4 separate regions of the Anser cygnoides genome follow, and regions 1, 3 and 4 are each linked to region 2. The links are chromatin contacts, called in public Hi-C maps. All regions are on one chromosome and are shown on one strand. The core of a region is the stretch at or near the end of the contact, and the rest is flanking DNA. Distances in the headings are between cores, read along the strand shown.

What was found. Hi-C and Micro-C count contacts between places; a contact is called where the count stands out from the background.
Region 1: a Hi-C map of liver shows a contact between it and region 2, with 2.6 times the contacts expected there. The contact joins the promoter of CTDSPL here to the promoter of ACAA1 in region 2. A contact is called at or near these places in 2 of 7 Hi-C or Micro-C datasets (both in liver).
Region 3: a Hi-C map of liver shows a contact between it and region 2, with 2.4 times the contacts expected there. The contact joins the promoter of OXSR1 here to the promoter of ACAA1 in region 2. A contact is called at or near these places in 2 of 7 Hi-C or Micro-C datasets (both in liver).
Region 4: a contact with region 2 is called in a Hi-C map of liver, with 5 times the contacts expected there. The contact joins the promoter of LOC106036790 here to the promoter of ACAA1 in region 2. A contact is called at or near these places in 2 of 7 Hi-C or Micro-C datasets (both in liver).

What each region holds. Positions count from the first base shown.
Region 1 is chr2:5,265,134-5,268,220 of Taihu_goose_T2T_genome, forward strand. CTDSPL (CTD small phosphatase like) reads left to right here and starts at 1,546. Exons shown (of 7, transcript XM_048062258.2): 1 at 1,546-1,722. The coding sequence starts at 1,647. LOC106036870 (a long non-coding RNA gene) reads right to left here and starts at 1,054. Exons shown (of 4, transcript XR_007162747.2): 1 at 1-1,054.
Region 2 is chr2:5,517,445-5,520,431 of Taihu_goose_T2T_genome, forward strand. It overlaps ACAA1 (acetyl-CoA acyltransferase 1), which reads right to left and starts at 1,391. Exons shown (of 12, transcript XM_066991431.1): 1 at 1,147-1,391; 2 at 1-18. The coding sequence starts at 1,368.
Region 3 is chr2:5,653,055-5,656,067 of Taihu_goose_T2T_genome, forward strand. OXSR1 (oxidative stress responsive kinase 1) reads left to right here and starts at 1,418. Exons shown (of 18, transcript XM_048062313.2): 1 at 1,418-1,637. The coding sequence starts at 1,568.
Region 4 is chr2:5,743,064-5,746,030 of Taihu_goose_T2T_genome, forward strand. LOC106036790 (solute carrier family 22 member 13-like) reads left to right here and starts at 1,440. Exons shown (of 10, transcript XM_066991413.1): 1 at 1,440-1,991; 2 at 2,951-2,967. The coding sequence starts at 1,620.

The sequences.
Region 1 (3,087 bases), core at 296-2,795, 250 kb before region 2:
TGTTACAAAAGGATTTTCCCCAATTAGTTAATGGAATTTAAAATATCTGTCCTTTTTATTGCGAGGCTGCAATAGACTTGTATATACATTGGAAATACGTGTTTTAATTTTTCTGGGAAAGCAACATGGCTGCAATTCCTTACTTATTACCACCAATACTGTTTTCTAAAGGTTTTCTTTATTTTTATTTACTCTGACGGCCCCACGCAAGAGCCAGTTCTGTGGATGGCTTCCCCTGCCCAGCACCGTGCCTCAGCCCCTAGCAGCAGGCACTCGGGAGGACAGGGGAAGCAGGGTTTGTGCGTGGCATCCCTCACCCTGCTGCACTGAAGCGGGAATTCCTAGACAGGCAGGCTTTCAAGACACTAAAAAAATACGTATTTTCACTGCGAGAAGCTGCCAGGGGCGCCCCCGATACGAAAACAGCCGTGCGGCTGAGGATCGCTCCACGGCCACCTGCGGGCACGCCTCACACCGCCCTCCGAGGCGACCCCCGCCCGCCCAGCCGCGCTGAGGGAGGAAATGGCGGCGGGGCCCCGACGGCGGCCGGCCCCGGCCCCAGCGCCTCCCCGGCGCCTCCCAGCCTCGGGGCCCCCCTCAGGGCCTCCGCCCGCCGGCCTCCGCCCCGCGGCCACGCCCCCGCCCTTTAGCCACGCCCCCTCCCGCGAAGCCATTTGGGCGCGAAGCCCCGCCCCCTCTCGGGCAAGCCCCGCCCCCTCCCCGTAGCCCCGCCCCCTTGTTTACCGCGCAGCGGGGCCCGGGCGCTGCCCGCCGCCCGCCTCCATCTTGGAGCGCCCCGCGGCGCGGGGGCGGGGCGGGGCGGGGCCGTTCCCTTCCCTTCCTTTCCCTTCCCTTCCCTTCCCCTGCCCTGCCTTCCTCCCCTCGGCGCTGCCCTCCTCATCCTCGCTCGGCGAAGCGGCGGCCGCGGCTCCTCGCCCGGCGGGAGGAGGAAGAGGAAGAAGAAGGAGGAGGAGGAGGGGGGGGGGAGCAGGGAGAGAGAGCCCGCGGGGAGGGAGGAGGAGGAGGAGGAGGAGGAGGAGGAAGGCGGGATGAGATAAGCGGGGCGGGGGCATGTAGGCGGCCCGGGAGCCGGGGAGGGGGGGGAAGCTCAGGTGGATGCGGGGGGCGGTGTGAGGAAGGGCCGGCGGGGGGGGGGGGGGGAGTTCGCCGAGGGGCCGGGGCACTTCCCGACGAGGAGGAGGAAGAGGAGGAGGAGGAGGAGGAGGAAGGCGGCTGCGTGTGGCTGCGCGGCGGCAGCGCTCGGCGGGAGGCAGGGTTTGGGGTGTTTCGTTTTTTGGGGGGGGGGGTTGGTCTCACGCCCCCCCCCGGCCTTCCTCCTCCGTGGGGAATTGGCGCCTGGAGGAGGAGGAGGAGGGAGGAAGAGGAGGAGGAGGAGGAGGCAGCAGCAGTAGGGCCGGAGGGGCCCCATACGCGGTGCCCCCCCCCCCCCCCCCCCCCCTCCCCCCGCCTGGCTTCGTTCCTGGAGTGGTTTTTTTTCTTTCTTTTTTTTTTTTTTTTGAAATCTGCATATTGATTTTTAAACAAACAAACAACCCCCCCCCCCCCCCCGCACTCCCCCCCCACCTCGCAACGCCAGCTTCTGCCTCCGGGAGGGAAATAGCCGGGTGAAATCTCCCTCTGTTTCCATGGACAACCCGTCCATTATCACCCAGGTGACTAACCCCAAAGAGGAGGAGATCCTGTCCTGCGCTCAGGATAAAGGTGAGCCACCGAAATCTGCGCCGGGCGACCCCTGGGATCCCCCACCGACCCCTTCCCCCCCCCCCTGCCCGGAGCTCAGGGCGAGGTATGCCAGCACAGGGCTCTGCCAGGGGCTCGGGAATTGGGGGGGGGGGGGGGGAACAGGGGGGCTAATTAGTGGGTTGATTTCATTAAGCGCTCTCCTTTCGCGAGGGTCGGCGATGCAACTTCGGCTGGCTGTCAGTGCAGCGCGCACCCCGCTCGGGAAGGAAGGAAGGATACCTGCGCTGGGCTTGCTGGAAGGCTTTGAAACCTCAGCGCTTCTTTTTCCTCAAAAGAACGGGGAAGAAAAATAAAAAAACAACACCAAAAAAAAAAGGGGGATTTCTATCCTCCTTTCCTTTATTTCTCGCCGTCTCACGTTCGAGAATCTGTAGGGTTTTTTTTCCTAAAGCTACTTGCGCGCCGCCGAGAGAAATGTGGGCTGCTGCTGAGAGCTGGCGGTCGGAGCTGCTGGGCAGATAAACAGTTGTTGCTTGCGTAAAGCGTCGCGCTCGGGCTGCCTTTCGCTCCAAAATAAGATGAATCCAGCTTGGCCGAGGGAGCTGCTTCTCCTCCAAAGTCTAGACGTCGACGGGCGCCCTTAACCTCATTTCCTTTTGGAAGCTCGGAGGGGTCTCGGACTGAGCAGCCGCGTCCTGGCGGATCGCGCCCCGCGGTGCTGGCGGGATGAAGGTGCCGTGGAAGTGGCGTGGTTGGGGTCGTTGGGGATGGGGTGCTGGGTTTGGGAAGTGTTCTGGGCGTCAGGCTTGTGCTTTGTTGCAGGCAGTGTTGATAAGTGGGGGGGAAAGGGCAGAAATTGCTCGTGTGCGCAAGCAAAGCGTGTGGCGGTGTTGTCTGGGAGGCATGGTCGTAGACCTCCAAGTGGCCTGCTAGGAATGATAGGTTTCCCCCTAAAATCTGGGCTCTTGATACCCAGAGCGCTTCCATTTCTGTGTGGTTTATCACAGAAGTGGTGAGGGGTGGCTGGAGAAGTTGCTCCCGGTTACTTGCGACGAAAGGCTCGCATAAAGTCACGGTCCTCTCACCTCGTGCACGGTAACTGCAGGAGGATGGAGACAGATTTATTAGTATTTTTCAAATTGCGCCGTTAGGGACTTGAGAGGGGCGTTCTACCAAAAAAATATCGTTTGCTTTGGTACAGGAGCGCTCGCATAGCTCCCTTTTAGACTCCTAGCACTTGAGAAGTGATACTTCCACTCCGAGGCCTTGCTTGTCCCTGGAGACTTACGACGTTTTCTCCTTTCGGTGGTGCTGAGCGTGGGGTACCCGCAGCGGTGCAGGGCTGGTGCTGTGCGTGCGACATCTCCCCAGACCCATTTTGGA
Region 2 (2,987 bases), core at 141-2,640:
CTCATCGGGCGTGGTATCCTGCAAGCACACGGGGTTAGCGCTACTCAGCGAACACCGACGACTGCCCCGCCACCAGCTCGCCTTCGTGCTGCTGCAGAGGGTCGGTGCCCGGGCTTACGCAGCGCTACCTCACCTCTACAGCCACCACCAGACCGAGCTGAGTTTTCCTACAAAGGCGTTACTCTTATGTGTGTTTTTGCCTTGAGTGTTTTTCAAGCACTGTAACACGCGCAGCTTGCTCACCTAGCTGGGATTTATACGAATGTGTGTCGTAGGGCCTTGAAAGTAAAGCAACTAGGATGAGTTATATATGGCACGAGCATGCAGAGACTCGGAGTTCCCTCTGTGTAAAACCGAGATGACCCCAAAGGGCAGCAGCTGGACCCCACCACCCGCAGAGCTCCAGCTGAGTTACTGCGGGGATTTCAGCGCCCAGCAGCGCGTGGCACACGCCTGGAGTGGGTTTTGCACAAATCAGTGACTTAAGACTATAGCTGTGTGTGCCGTCATCGACCCCAAATTCAACACAGCCCCTTGAAAGCCCAGAAAAAACACAGGCAGCTTGGGAACACCTCATGTCCCACCACCACCACCTCCACTTGCAGGTGCCGTGGCTGTCCCGGGGCTGGGTTTGTGGGAACGTGATGTGAGAAGAGACTGAGGAAGACAGAAAGCGACAGCAGTCGCCTGGCACCATGCTTGGGTCTTGCTCAGACCCCGGGACACCACTGCTATGGCTCGGCAAGGAGAAGGCTGGCCCAGGAGGTCCACACCAAGAGGTCCGCAGCAAGGTGAGGGAGATGCTCCTCACCGCGGTTCCTCAGGGAACCGGGACAGGTGGGCTCAGCGTGGGGCAGGACATGACGGGGCTGGGCACCCCACAGCAGCCTGCGGGGCTAGGGGGCTCCCGGTGGCACCGCAGCACCCCCAAAAAATGATTTTATTTTCCTGATGGTTGGCGAGCGGAGCCCCCCCTGGGCGGTGGGCAGCGAGGGTAACCCCTGAGGGGGTGCTGGTGGGGGGGGAGGCTCAACACTTTGGGGCGGGGACAGCTCCCTGAGGGGGAAGCGAGGATTTTGGGGTCCGGAGGCGCGAGGGGCAGCAGGGAGGGGAACCCCCCCACACCCCAAAAAAGCAGAGCCGTACCTTGAACCCCCCGCGCTTGGCTCGGCCGATGGCCGTCCTCCTCCCGTGCACCACCACCACGTCGTCGGGGCCGGCGGCTCCCCCGGCCCGGCTCCCGCAGGGCGCTGCCCACACGGCGGCCGGGGGCTGCCCCGAGAGGTGCCCCAGCACCGCCCGCACCCGCCGCAGCGCCCCGCCGCTGCCCCCCGCCGCCATCTTGGCGTCCCCGGCCGCCGCCGCCATCTTGACGACCCCGCGGCGGGGAGGGAGGGGGGCGGGGCTTCGCGGGGACACGCCCTCTTCATTTGCATGGCCACGCCCACCGCTCGCTGGGCCCCCCCCCCCCGGGTTGGGCTCCGTGGGTGGGTGGGGAGGAGGAAGGGGGGAGGGAAGGGATTGGGGTAAATAAACGGAAAAAAAGGAAATAAGACAAATAAAAGGTTAAAAAAAAAAAAAAGTTAAAATTAGAATAAAAATTAGAATAAAAATAAAAATTAAAATTAAAAATTAAAATTAAAATTAAAATTAATAGCAAATTCTATGAGTGTCTGAAAAGATAAAATGCAAATAAATAAAAATAAGAATAAATGAATGAAACGAAAGAAGGCAGAAATAAAAGAGCCCGCCCCCAACCTTTTGCCGTGGTGTAACACCAGGCCAACGTGACCGGGGAGTGCATGCGTGGTGGTGGTCCCTATTTCAGGCCCAAGCCCCCCGCCCCGCTGCTCAGCAGCCCCCGAGGAGGGAACGACACAGGGGGCTGGCCACACGCTCGGCAGACGCACAACATCACACCGGAGCCTTTTTCCAACGGAAGGAAAACGTTTCTCTGGGATACACACGGCGACACCGCACGCGGAGCGGGGACACGGCCCCAGCAGGGCCGCCCCGCTCCCCCGGGTGCGCTGGGCAAAATAAAAAAAAATATAAAAAAAAAAAAAAAAAAAAGGAAATTTACATGGCATAATATTACATTCTCTTCTAGTTTTCATTTTGTACATCAGAACACTGCGAGGGTTTTTAAAAAAACACAAAGGCAAAGGCACCTGAGGAGCGAGTCGCACTCACACGCGCGCACTCACACGCAGCCTTGCACGCACACCCCTGTACACACCCCCCCATGTACACCCCCATGTACACACACACATACAAACACACTCACCCATGAGCCAGGGGACCAGGCTGTCCCAGGGAGGCTTTCTGGGGTGCTTTGTGGGGCTGACGAGGCCCCAGGGAGCGTTTTGGAGGGTCCCCCGTAGCCTCCCCCAGCGCTCGGGCAGCGCGGCTGGGCCCCACTTTTGTTCTCGAGTCTTTGGAGAAAATAACAGCTCACATCCACCCCTAAGGGGTGAAAAATCAAAGCTGAACAGGTTCGGTGAAAGGGGAGAAAACAGCATAAAAACATTTCCAGCTTTACTGAAACTCCCTTTTTGTTCGTCTCTTCTGACAACACCTTATTTGCCAGCACATTTTTTCTTGTGTTTTTTTTTTTTTTTAATCCATCCTCTAGAACTAACCAGAGTGATTTGGTCCTATTCACAGAATAAAATCCTTTCTTTCCCCTAGAGGAAGGAGGCGACTATTCCCCCCCTGCGGAGGGGACGGCCCGGAGATCCGGCATCCACCACCCTGGTGGCCAGACACAAAGCTCGGGTAGGTGCCGGCCTCGGCAGCTCCGTGGACACACTGACAGGGAACCCTTCTAGCTATTTAATTTGCCCAAACAGCCCCAGTCTTTTTTTCTTTAACTGAAATAATTCTGGTTTCTGCCTCTCTCTCTGGAGCTGTAGCCACAGCACGACTCGATCTCTTCCGCCCGGCAGAATTCAAGGATGTGCAAAGTCACACAACCAGCCCCGTTC
Region 3 (3,013 bases), core at 168-2,667, 140 kb after region 2:
AAGGGTGTTGGATTTATCACCGAATATTGAAATTCAGTGGAGCTTGCAGAAACACCTGGCAGTGGGAAACCTTAGAATTGCATGACTTTGGAGGCGGGGAGGGGAAAACCAGACCTCCTGACCCCTTCATACCCCCGGGCCTATTTTTAATTGAGGAATGTGGATCCCAAAGCCAGGGTGGGGATGAAATGGAGGTGGGCGATGCCGTGGGGCCTGCTGCATGCAGCCAGCTGGGCCTCAGGGCTGACATGTCCCTCTGCTCCCAGACCAAGCCCAGGCAGGGCAGTGCCATCGCTTTTCACACACAACACACACAGGTCACCAAAAATTGGCATTTATTTGGTATCCTGTGTTTGGTTTTGGGCCCCTCAAGACCAGAAGGACATCGAGGCCCTGGAGTGTGTCCAGAGAAGGGCTTTGAAGCTGGTGAAGGGCCTGGAACACAAGTCCTGTGAGGAGCGGCTGAGGGAGCTGGGGGTGTTTGGTCTGGAGGAGGCTCAGGGGAGACCTCATTGCTTTCTGCAACTGCTTGAAAGGAAGGTGTGGGGAGCTGGGGGTTGGCCTCTTCTCACAGGTAACTAGTGACAGGACTAGAGGGAATGGCCTCAAGTTGCGCCAGGGGAGGTTCAGGTTGGAAATGAGGAGACATTTCTTCTCAGAAAGAGCAGTCAGGCATTGGGACGGGTTGCCCAGGGAGGTGGTGGCGTCACCGTCCCTGGGGGTGTTCAAGGAGAGGTTGGACGCGGTGCTTGGGGACATGGTTTAGTGGTGACACTGGTGGTAGGGGGATGGTTGGAGCAGACGAGCTTGGAGGGCTTTTCCTGCCTTAATGATTCTAGGATTGTGTGAAGGTGGATAAGCAATGTGTGCCCCCCCTACCAGGAGGGTTTCTGACACCCAAACACAGGGGATATCCACGGCACCCACCGCAGAGCCCACCCTGAGGCCTGCCCAGGGCTGCCTCCCCTCAGGGCAGCCCTCAGGCACCCGAAGGCCCTACGGGCGTAAGGACCCTGCAGAAGGACGAGACACGATTGACAACCCTCTCCGCCAATAGAAACCGCGGGTTCGGCGGCCAGCAGCCAATCGCTGCTTGAAGTCCGGTTTAAGCACGGCGATCCTCCCGCTTATTCTCCGAGGGAGGGGGGAGGATGCGAGCGGCCGCCATCTTGTGTGTGGCATCCCCACCCTTCCTTTCCATGCCTTTACCACCCCTTACTACCCCTTTCTCCCCCAGGCCTTTCCGCGCGACGTCCACCTCCGAAAATAACACCGGCGAAGCGAACCGCGGCGGCTCCCTTTTTTTTAGTCCGGATTAACCGAAAGGAGGGGGAAGGGGGGGGGGAAGCGCCACGCTCAAGATGGCGCCGGCGCCGCCCCGCTCCGGCGGGCGAACGTGGCGGCGGGTGACGTCAGCGCGCTCTGGGCATGGGCAGGTGGAGGGAGCAGGCAAAGTTTGGCCGGCGGTAACGGGAGGCGGCGGCGGGGCCGGGCTCGGGGCCGCGCCCGCTCCTCAGGGGGTCCCCCGGTACCTCAGGGGTCCCCTCAGCCCTCGGGGGCCGCAGCCATGGCGGAGGAGCCCAGCGCGCTGCCCTGGTCCATCAACAAGGATGACTACGAGCTGCAGGAGGTCATCGGTGAGGATTGGGGGGGGGGGACGGGAGGGGGGGGGGACGCGAGGGATTTGGGGGGGGCACCCACGAAATTTGGGGGGTGGGAGCCCCCCCCGTGGCTGGGGGGGGGGGGGCTGTGGGGTCCCCGCGTGTCGCTGTGGGGCGTGGGGGGCGTCGTGCTTTTCTCTCAGGGCCACGCAGAGGGGTGGGAAGGTGCCCCCCCATGTTTTGGGGGGGGGGGTTGTGAGGGGGAGATGCCTCCCTGTTTTGGGGTGAGGGGAGCTGCCCCCAGTTTTTGGGGGGGGTGTGTGAGAGAGGGGGGAGCTGCCCCCCCCCTATTTCTGAGGGGGTTATAAGGGGGAGCCGCCCCCTTCCCTTAATTTTTGGGGGAGGTGAGGGGGGAGCCGCCCCCTTCCCCTATTTTTTGGGGTGGTGTGAGGGGGGGAGCTGCGCCCTTTCTCTAATTTTGGGGGTGTGCGTGAGGAGGAGTTACCCCCTTCCCCCAATTTTTGGGGAGGGTGAGGGGGATCTGCCCCCCCCCCCCCGTTTTGGGGAGGACGAGGGGGGATTGCCTCCCCTATTTCTGCGGGATGTGTGTTAGAGGGGTGTCTGGGAACCCCTTTTTCTTTTTGAGGGTATCCCCCTGCTGGGAGGGAGGTGTCTTGTAGGGGGGTCTTCCCCTCGTTGCAAAGGGAGGAGGGGTTTGGGGGGGGGTCTGCACCCCCCCCTCCTCGTGCATCACAGCGGGGCTGCAGAGATATGGGGTGGGTTGGGGGTCAGGGGTGCCCCTGGGGGCTCACCGCCCCCCTTTGGGGGCACCGAGACCATCCCGTGCCCCCCTTCTTTAGGGGGTGGTGCAGAGGGGGTGCTCCCTCACCCCTCCGTCTCCTGCCCGCATCGGGCCTGAGGGTGCCTTGGAAGGAAACCCCACGTCTCTCCCCGAGCAGCCCCGTTCGTTTTGGGGGGGCGCCTCCTCCCCACGCAGCCCCTGGCCTCTTCGGAGCTTCGGTCCCATCGGGGGAACGCAGGATTTTTGCGGTGCCGCCGTCCGGCCTCTTATCCCGGCCTTTTTTGCTGCCGCCGTGGATTTTCATTCATTGTCCTCTCGACTCGAGGCCCCAGCCCTTGCTCTCCATTAAATGATTTTTTCTTTTTTTTTTTCCCCTCTCCTTTCACATCAAACTGCGTGCTCACCCGAGGCCCCCCCCAGCTGTACCGATTTATTGCCTGCCCCGACCATTTCTTTTCAGGGGGTTTGTTTGAGGGATAAGCCGCTTTAGGGCCGGGATGTGACCCGGCCGAGGCGGTGCCACAGGTGAGCGTGAGGTCGGTGCCTCTCCTGTCACTCTCCCGGGGCAGGAAATAAAGCAGGAGGTGGCAGGGCAGGCTCCCGGCCGAGG
Region 4 (2,967 bases), core at 190-2,689, 230 kb after region 2:
CTCCGGCTTAGTTTGCCATTTTCTGCATCTATTTATCTTAAGGCGTTCCTCCTTAATGACCGATCCAGAGAACTTTACCTTGGGTGAACACAACTTCCAAGTTTAAGATGTGCGATGGGAAGGGATGATCTTGGTCACTGAATCTCAAGCCCTTCATCCGAGTCAACTTCTTAGCAGTCTTTCGAGCCTAACCTCACTCAAGAATCCCCAGAGAATGATACCCCAGTGCTCTCCCCTCCCTGCCTCTGTAAGAAATCCATTTATGGATGCTCCTAAAGCTTTTTGAAGCTGCCCTACACCAGGGCCTCACCGCCCTCCTGTGGGTCACTGGTCCACGCCAGTTGGCCGTGCTGCCCGTTCCTTTGGGCTTCCCTGCTCTCCTTACCACCTCCCCATCGCCTTCTCGCAATCTCCTCGCAGCCGATGAATTTGCACCTGGAAAGCAACCTGCCCTGGAGGGTGTGCACCTCCTGAAATTTCCGACTCACTCAATGGGAACGCAGCGTGGGTACAACTTCCAACCCGGAGCGCTGCACTTTCTTCAAGTTTACCTACTCCTTGTGGCTGCCTACAGCTGCCGGGCTTATCTTGGGTTTAAGTCTCGGTTCCAGCCCTGGGAATCTGTCTTTGCAGATGCTGCTGCCTATGCCAGGCATCGGGGAAATTTTGAAAGCAGTTGTGTTTTTTTTGAGACATTTCAGAAATGGCTGGTGCCGTTCTCCGTGCTTCCATGCCTCAGTGTCTTTCCACCAGTTTTGCCAGCTTTTTATGGTTCCAAACCTGGTCACACCACGAGTTCATTCTCTCCCGTCCCTCCTGTTGATCCTACAGATTTCTCTCTCGTTCTGTGATGAGGCGAGGTCAGGCTTTTCTCGGGGTTTCTGCCTGAGCACAGTTGCTTTCCCTTTGTCCTAAAAGTGGCATCATCTCTTCCTTCTGGTCGTGTTTTGTGCCAGTCCGGGTCCAGGCAGCCCATGACTGGTGTCTGACCGACCTTCCTGGGCTTTCCCGTTTCAGCTGTGGTGGAGAAGAGTGGATGAGGCCGCTTAGGGCCCGGAACTCCTTTTACCACAGAGGCAGAAGACAGAGAGGGGAGATGGTACGGGGAAGCCGCGGAAGATGAAGGAAACGGAGTCTCCCGTCGGCTGGGATGGCAGCCAGCTGGCCGCCCTTCCTCCTCTCTGGCTCTGCCCAGCCGTTAGCATCACTCCATTTCTTGGACTTTTCCCAGCTCCGCATCACGCTGGGCTGTCTTGGCCTCCGTGAACCTTGCTCACTCGAGTAGAGCAAGCGCCTGCAATTGATTCGGACAATTCGGTCTTCCCCCGTGTCATTGCCACATGGCCCTGGCAGAGGCACGATCCAGATCTCCTGAAGCAGGGGTTGGTTCTGCACGCTTTATCCAGTACCAGACACCGTATGTGGGTGGCCCAGAAATGATTAATGTGTTACACAGTGTACTTAGGACATGTAAAACATCAGGCGTTAAGTCTCTCCTGAAGAGACTGCATATTTGTAGTGCCTGCCTACGTCTGCAGAGCTTATCTTGGGATTAAACATTAATTCCAGCCCGCAGGAAAGTCTGTCCCAGCACTGTCCTCTTCCCGACTCAGCTGACAATGTCGGGCATCGGGGAAATTCTGAAGGCAGTTGGTGATTTTGGGACATTTCAGAAACGGCTGGTGCTCTTCTCCGTGCTCCCATGCCTCAGCCTGGCCTTCCACCAGTTTTGCCAGCTTTTTATGGTTCCAAACCTGCCTCATTACTGCAACACCAGCTGGATCCGTGCCGTCGGCCCCAACCTGACCGAGGAGGAGCAGCTGAACCTCACCGTGCCCCGCGACGCGGACGGGGCGTACGAGCAGTGCTCCATGTACTCGCCCGTGGACTGGGACCTCGGCTCCATCGTGGCGTACGGCCTGAACGCCACGGAGAAGTGCAGCAGTGGCTGGGTGTACCCCTCAGCACAGCAGCCGTCCCTGCTCACCGAGGTCTGTAAATGCCTTTTGACGCCGTGGGGACGTGGAGGGGAAGGGATGGACGGGAGCCTCCTGTCCTGCACTTTGTGGAAGGCCAAGGCAGAGGCGGTGTGGGGCTGAGTCCAGCACATGCTCTGCCCACCGGACAGCCCCTTGCCAGCACCCAAGTAACTCACTGTACCTGGCCTGGGGGGACCTTTTTGGTCTCCCTGCCACAGTTTCCCCTATTCTGCTGCCTGGTTCTCCTCACAGCACCTTCCCTCTGAAAGACATTTACTTTCCAAGAGCTTTAATTTGTCCTTGAGTTTTCTGGGACCTCCAGAGCCCTTCAGGGCTTAGACAAGATGTGGTCCTTATGGGCCATGCAGATGAGCAAAGGCCCTGCCTCCTGGCATCTCCAACATCTTCCTCTCTGCACCTTTCTTCTTCTCTCTCCCCACATTCCTCCCTCTTTCCTCTCTCAGTCTTTCCTCCCTCCCAGCTCCATCTGTCTCTTGGGCACCTTCCTGTGGGCTAAAACCAGATGAGAGAGCCCAGCCTGTGGCATTTCCAAAGGTTCCTTGGCTCCCCTGGAGCCCTGTGTCCTGCCTCCAGCCTGTCCCACCCTGCCCAGCCTTTGCAGCCAGGGCAGCCAGGTGCTGGGACCCCTCTCCGAGGCCCCACTTCACCCAACACTTCCCAGCCAGGAGGCTCCCTTGGGCTGCCTGGCCTTGACGCACTCCTGCAGGTCCCGGTGCTTGGGGCATCGCTGAGTGCCCAGGGGTCTGTCCCACCTCCAACTTGTGCAGCTCATGCACACGATAGAGACCCGCATCCTTGGGAGAGGGATCTCTGCTTCCAGGGGCTAAGGCGAGAGCCCGGGCACCCACCTCCTGTCCCCACCCAGGGCCAGCCGTGCTGCCCGTCCTGAGAAAGCAGCTGCCCAGCTGGGACCTGGCAGGAACAAAAGCAGCTGTGTTTCCCTCCTCCAGTTCGACCTCGTGTGCGA